Linked DNA regions of Oryctolagus cuniculus: region 2 is linked to region 1. A link is a contact called in public Micro-C data. All regions are on one chromosome and are shown on one strand. The core of a region is the stretch at or near the end of the contact, and the rest is flanking DNA. Distances in the headings are between cores, read along the strand shown. Region 1 overlaps C7H1orf226 (chromosome 7 C1orf226 homolog). Region 2 has its middle 19 kb from the start of C7H1orf226.

Evidence for each region. Hi-C and Micro-C count contacts between places; a contact is called where the count stands out from the background.
Region 2: a Micro-C map of ear pinna shows a contact between it and region 1, with 13 times the contacts expected there. The contact joins two enhancer-like sites. A contact is called at or near these places in 3 of 6 Hi-C or Micro-C datasets (ear pinna, embryonic fibroblasts and an unstated tissue).

The regions. Positions count from the first base shown.
Region 1 is chr7:36,385,461-36,388,620 of mOryCun1.1, reverse strand. The region is part of intron 6 of C7H1orf226 (chromosome 7 C1orf226 homolog); the gene reads left to right. Among named protein-coding and RNA genes, the nearest start is that of SPATA46, 26 kb to the right of the region's middle. Within about 2 kb of position 1,745, at least 1 of the 8 cell types and tissues checked has an H3K27ac peak or open chromatin away from gene starts, as enhancers often do.
Region 2 is chr7:36,713,204-36,716,363 of mOryCun1.1, reverse strand. No RefSeq gene overlaps it. Among named protein-coding and RNA genes, the nearest start is that of C7H1orf226, 19 kb to the right of the region's middle. Within about 2 kb of position 1,448, at least 2 of the 8 cell types and tissues checked have an H3K27ac peak or open chromatin away from gene starts, as enhancers often do.

The sequences.
Region 1 (3,160 bases), core at 496-2,995:
TAAACAGCCCTCCTGATGAGGAATAATGGCCCTTGGGATGGGGAGTCGGTAGCAGTGAGCTGCTGAAGCACGTGGAGGAGTGAGACTGAAAGGCTGGACCCAGTATTAACGAGAAGGCAATGGTCAGAGTGGCTGCAGAGAGAGACCAGCATGGTTACGTGTTTTGGCTGTCCCTGATGGCTTTGAACCTGTGGCCTGCCAATTATGTTTGTATTTCATTTTCATTGTCGTTTTGGAGATAATCTTCTCAAATCACATTAATATGCCTGAGACCTCTTCCATATGCCACCTCCCTAAGAAGAATGGAATGGATGTTCCATGCGTAGCCTGGTAGAGTTGACTTCCAAGTGTAGGATGTCACCCAGCTCTCTGAGTTTGTCTCTTCCAGGAGGCCAAGCATGGTTTGGGTGGCCTCTCTGTGAGACTGGGAAGGAGCCAGGCTCCCCTCCCCACCCCCACCCCCAGCCCTGCCTGTGTGTAATGAGGATGGGGCCTGTGCAGTGACAGAAAAGGTGGTCGTTCTGTGAAAGGGGGTGGGAGTGTTTTATTAGCTCATGTGATTATGGAAGCTTGGTAAGTCCAACATTTTGCAGGCTGGGGACCCAGTGATAAGCTGGTTTGAGTGCAAAGACAGTCAGCTAGCAAAATGCCAGTTTTCTCCCGGGAGGCCACGTTTGCTTCTCTTCAGGTTCTCAAGTGGTTAGATGAGGCCTGCTCACAATTAGGGAGGGTAATCCGCTTGGTGCCAAGTCTCCAGACTAAAATGTTAATCTCATATTAAAGAAAAAAAAACTTCACAGCAACAGCTACAATAACATCTGGTCACATATGTGGGTGCTGTAGTCACATATGTAGGTGCCTAGCACAGTTGGCATGCGACACTGACCATCCCAGGCATGAAGAGGCAGTGTGGGTGATGGGAGAATGCAGAGCTGCAGACAGAGATGCAGCCCAGGGGCCTGGGTTCAGGTACCAGAACCGCTGCACTTGAACCCTAAGTCCGCCAACTTTGTCACTGCTGAGCAATCCCCAGCAGATGTGACATTCTCTCTGGGCCGTTGTTTTTGCTCAGTCGGGTATTTTGAGAGAGCGCGAGTGAATCCGCGTAATGTCTTGCATGTAATACGCTGTCCCTAAGTATTAGCTTCTTCGTTAGTTTCCAGCAAGTAGTATTAGTTGTAGTATTATTACTACTTATTAGTCTATTTAGCAAAGAAGTTTTATACTATTATAAGTAGTAAGCTGTATTAACCACTTAGCTAGAATAAGAGGAGGTGGACAAGCAGATGTCCTAAGTGCCCAGTTTAGTCGGACAGGTCCAAGGTAAATGAGTCACCGGGCGCCCTCTATCGGCAGAGTGTGGTGCTGCAGCCTTGAAGCTAAACCTGCTTTGTATACCGGCCTTGGGAATTAGCCTTTGGATTGCCTGGGTCCCACTTGCTTTCTTAATAGCTATATACTGCTAGGTGTGTGTTTCTTGCTTCGGTCAGTGCTTCCATCAGAATATTTTCTTGAGGAATTCCCTCTCTGACGGGGCACCTGGAGGGCCCAGAACTGAATTGTCGGTTGACAGGAGAGGAGGGGAGCAGGAATGTACAAGGTGAGCATTTTTGTACAAGGATCTCACTTCCCCGGGCTAGGGAGCTTTTCGCAGCAGGCGCTGTTTGTTTTCCAGTGGAGGCGCTGCGCTGCGAGCGATGGGACGGCAGCCTCTCTCTTGCGCGGGGAGAAGCTTGTTTACTCTGGAGGAACCGGAAAGTGCAGAGGCTTTGCTGCCTTTTGATGCCTTGTCAGCCTTCCCCTCCTGGGCTACAGAGGCGCTTTTAATGATGGGATTCACTTTCATTGTTGGTGCCTCCTCTGTCTGCCCCTCTCTGCGCCCGTCTTTCTTCTCCGCCCTTGTTCTTTCTATCGTCCTCTACCCTGGGGGAGAGTTCTCTTTTGTGTCTTTTGGCACCAGCTGCCCGTGGCCAGTGTCTGGGGCTCGGAGCCAGGTGGGGCCGCCGCTCCTGTTCCGCCTGCCTTGCTGCGCCCTCTGCTGCGGGCGCTGTCTCCTCCTGGAGAGGGTTTCCTGGGAGAGCTCCCGTTCCCCTGGAGGCAGCCCTGCTCCCATGGCTGCTGGAAGGGCGGGGAGGGGGGGCATTTGGAAGAATCAGACTTTTTTTTTTTTTTTTTTTTTTTTTTTTTTTTTGACAGGCAGAGTGGACAGTGAGAGAGAGAGACAGAGAGAAAGGTCTTCCTTTGCCGATTGGTTCACCCTCCAATGGCCGCCACAGCCGGCGCGCTGCAGCCGGCGCACTGCGCTGATCCGATGGCAGGAGCCAGGAGCCAGGTGCTTTTCCTGGTCTCCCATGGGGTGCAGGGCCCAAGCACCTGGGCCATCCTCCACTGCACTCCCTGGCCACAGCAGAGAGCTGGCCTGGAAGAGGGGCAACCGGGACAGAATCTGGCACCCCAACCGGGACTAGAACCCGGTGTGCCAGCGCCGCTAGGCGGAGGATTAGCCTAGTGAGCCGCGGCGCCGGCCAAGAATCAGACTTCTTCCGAAGCAAACCTACGTGTGTTTGTGTCTAGTAGCGAAAGCACCCAAAATCTCACCTCTTAAGAAAAATCCTGAATACACTGTTATTAACTGGAGCCCTTGTGGTGCCCATTGCATCTCTAGACTTACTCATCCTGTGTAGCTGAACTTTGTATACCTGACCCACATCACCCATCCTCCCTCAGCCACCCTTGGTCCTCTCTCTGCATTTGATTTCTTTTTAGATTCCACATGTAAGTTACAATAAAAGTAACCCTGAGTGATGGCTAGGTTAATTTGGTTGACCATGGTGGCCATTTCACTGTGTGCAACTACACCACACCATCACGTTGTACACCTTAAATATACAACGCATTCCACAAGACACCAAAATCAGATGTGTCCCATCTAGGCAGTGAGCGGCTGATTGAGCAGCACCCGACACGCACCTGCTCCGTGTGCTGGGTGTGGACATCTCACTCACACAGATGAGCAGGCACCTTGGACATCCTGTCATTCCTGCTCACCTCCACTCCTGCTGTGGCATCTCACGGGGCTACCCCTGCCGGTCATTTGCTTCTCCTTGTTGATCAGATCCTTCATTTCAGTTTCTCCTTTCATTTAACAAATGTTTGCCAA
Region 2 (3,160 bases), core at 199-2,698, 330 kb before region 1:
GAAGGCAACCGCCTTCTCAGAGGGCTTGCATTCGATACCTGGCGCCCGCTCGAGATTCCAGCTCCCAGCTAACGAGCACCTTAGGAGGCAACAGGTGTGGAGTCAAGTGGTTCAATTCCTGCCCGCCCTCCCCCCATGAGAGATCTAGATTGGGTTCCTGTCTGCTGGCTTTGGCCTTGGCCCTGACCCTGGCCCAGCAGTTGGGGGCATTTGGAAAGTGGATAGGGGCTCTTTGGCTCTCTCAAATAAATAAGCATTTTTCTAAAACATTTCTTTAAAAGATGCAGATAGCCCTAGGTCCCTTGTAGCTACTGGACAGAAATGACGACCATGGTCTGGGCCTCGGTTGCTCCTGGTCAGCATATCTCTGGGACTCCCAGGCCTTCCTGATGGTTCCCGATGCTCTCTCCTTCCCATTCTCACACCTGCAGCATCCTCATACTTCCCTTTCCGGCATGTCTGCTCTAGAGAGGCCAGGATTTCTGGCCACCAGCAGGTAGATGTTCTCACCTACATCCCTGCTTACTTATCAGCCCCTGCTGTTTACCAGGACCCTGTGACCTGAACACTAGAGTCTTCTCCAGTGGTTTGACCAGAGGGCAGCACCATAGCTCTCTGATGAGCAAGAGAGAGGAGACCAGCTCCATGCCGATGTCCAGCTGGGAGTCACCTCACCCCAGGGGAAGTTTGAGTTGCAAACATATTTTGACATGCTTAAACCTGTCTTACTATATTTAAAATTAAAAGATGAATCCAAAATATGATGGCATGTTGGGATGGGAGTGGACCACAGGGCTGCCTTGCAGAGTTTGCCACTACTCCATTTCGCCCCTTGAGGGCACCAGAGACCGCTTTGCCTTACAGAGACCAGGGCAGAGGAAACCACGCCACAGTCAGCTGTGACTGATGGACAGAATCAGCTCTTGGCCAAGCCGGGAGAAGCTCCGCCGTGGGCACAGCCCCGTGGCATCCTAAGGCTGGTGGTAGTAACCAGGCTAGTGGGAAGAAGACAGGACCGAGAAGCTGGTGTTCTAACATCAGCTCTGCTTATCAGCTTGCTGTACAGCCTTCCAAACCCACATAACTTCTCTGCACCTCAGCTTCCTTCCTCCTGTGTAAAAGGATGGAGGTAGAAGGAGCTGATCCAAAAGATTCCTTCCAGATTTTGTGCTTTAACTTGCTCCAAGTAATAATGCAAAACCGGAAATGATGAGAGCAGCCTAATTCCTGGAGCATCGGAAAATGTTCCTGTTCTAGTCCCTGACCTTCACATGATCAGATAGCAACTCTGACAAGAGAGCTGGGATGGGGGTGGTGACACAGCTGTGAATGACAAGGAAGGAGAATGAGCCTCCCAAGTTCTTCCTAATACATGAGCCTAGTCAGTGCCAGGAAAAGGATCTGAAGGAGGATTGCATAATCTTTTTTGTAACTATCCCAAGCTCTGTCTAGCTGTGAATGCAATGTGAAACACAACATAAGCCACACCTACTCTCAGGCTCCAGCATCGCTCCCCAGCCCTGGTAGAATGTGGGCCAATGTCTCAATAGTATTCTGAGACACGGATGGGCTTTCCTTAACAATTCATTTCCATACTTGAGTTGTGCATGACTCATTGGGGTAAGAAGACACAAATGCATAGGTGACATCATTCCTGAATGAATGAATGAGTCAATGAATGAAAGAGCAGGTGCTGACTGGGAGAGTCAGCAAAGACAATTCTGATTTAGACCCAGCTCTTAGGAGAGGAAGTCTCTAGCTCTCGGGCGAAATGACCATGGTGGTGGGTCAGTGGGCTCTAATCCACTGTCTCAAAGGACTCCAAAGTAGATCCAGTGGATAGATAGTGTGTGTGTGTGAGTGGGGGGGGGGGTGCAGCAGCATCAAGATCCCACTCTTGCTCTGTAGGGGTGTCGTGTAAGACATGAAAGAGTCAATACAGCCAAGACAGAAGTCTGGGAAAGAAGCATACACAGGCAGGAATCAAGGCAATAGGATCCCGATATGGGTGCTGGCTCAGGCCCAGCTGCCTCACTTCCTATCCAGCACCCTCCCTACAAATGCACCTGGGAAAGCAGCAGAGGATGGCCTAATTGCTTGGCTTCTGTTACCTACATGGGAGACCTGGAAGAAGCCCCTGGTCCCTGGCCCAGCTCTGGCCATTGCAGCCACTTGGGGAATGAACCAGTACATGGAAGTTCTCTCTTTTTTTTTTTTCTGTTTCTTCCTCTCTCTCTCTCTATAACTCTGCCTTTCAAATGCATAAATCTTAAAAAATAAAAAGTAAAAGAGCTACCACTTTCCCCTAAGGGTCATGAAAAAGCCAATGACTCTTTCTTTGGTTTTAGCTCCATAGACATGCTTCTTTCTGGACAGCCCCTGCCATCAAAGAAGAGAGAGGCGGTGGATTGACAGTGCAGTGGCTCATGGAAGCCCAGAGCCTGCAGAGCAGGAATGTGCAGAAAGTATGGGATGGGTTTGGAGGGCTTGCTTTCCAGACCAGGCTCTTCTGCGGTCTGTGTGACCCTAACCTCTCTGAGCCTCAGTTTCCTTGTCTGCACTCTGGGAACTCCATGTGCACCTCCCTCCAAAGCTTCTCATGAAGGGAAGGGTGTTTGGTGCAGTGGTTTAAGTCGAGGCCTGCATCCCATAATGCTGTGCCTGAGTTTGAGTCCAGCTTCCAGTTGATGGACACCCTGAGAAGCAGCAGATAATGGCTCAAGTACTTCGGTCCCTGCTACCCAAGTGGGAGACCCAGTGGAGCTTCACACTCCTGGCTTTGGCCTGGCCCAGCCTGGCTGTTGTGGGGATTTAGGGAGTGAACCAGTATATGGAGGGAAGATATCTCTCTTTCTCTCTCTTCCTCTCTCCCTTTCTTGTTTTTTTTTTTTTTTAATATTTATTTATTTATTTATTTGAAAGTCAGAGTTACACACAGAGAGGAGAGGCAGAGAGAGAAAGAGGGGGGAGAGAGAGGTCTTCCATCCACTGGTTCACCCCCCCCCCCAGTTGGCCACAACGGCTGAAGCTATGCCAATCCAAAGCCAGGAACCAAGAGCTTCTTCTGGGTCTCCCACGTGGGTGCAGGGGCCCAAGGACTTGGGCCATCTTCCACTTCCTTCTCAGGCCATAGCAAAGAGCTGGATCAGAAATGGAGCAG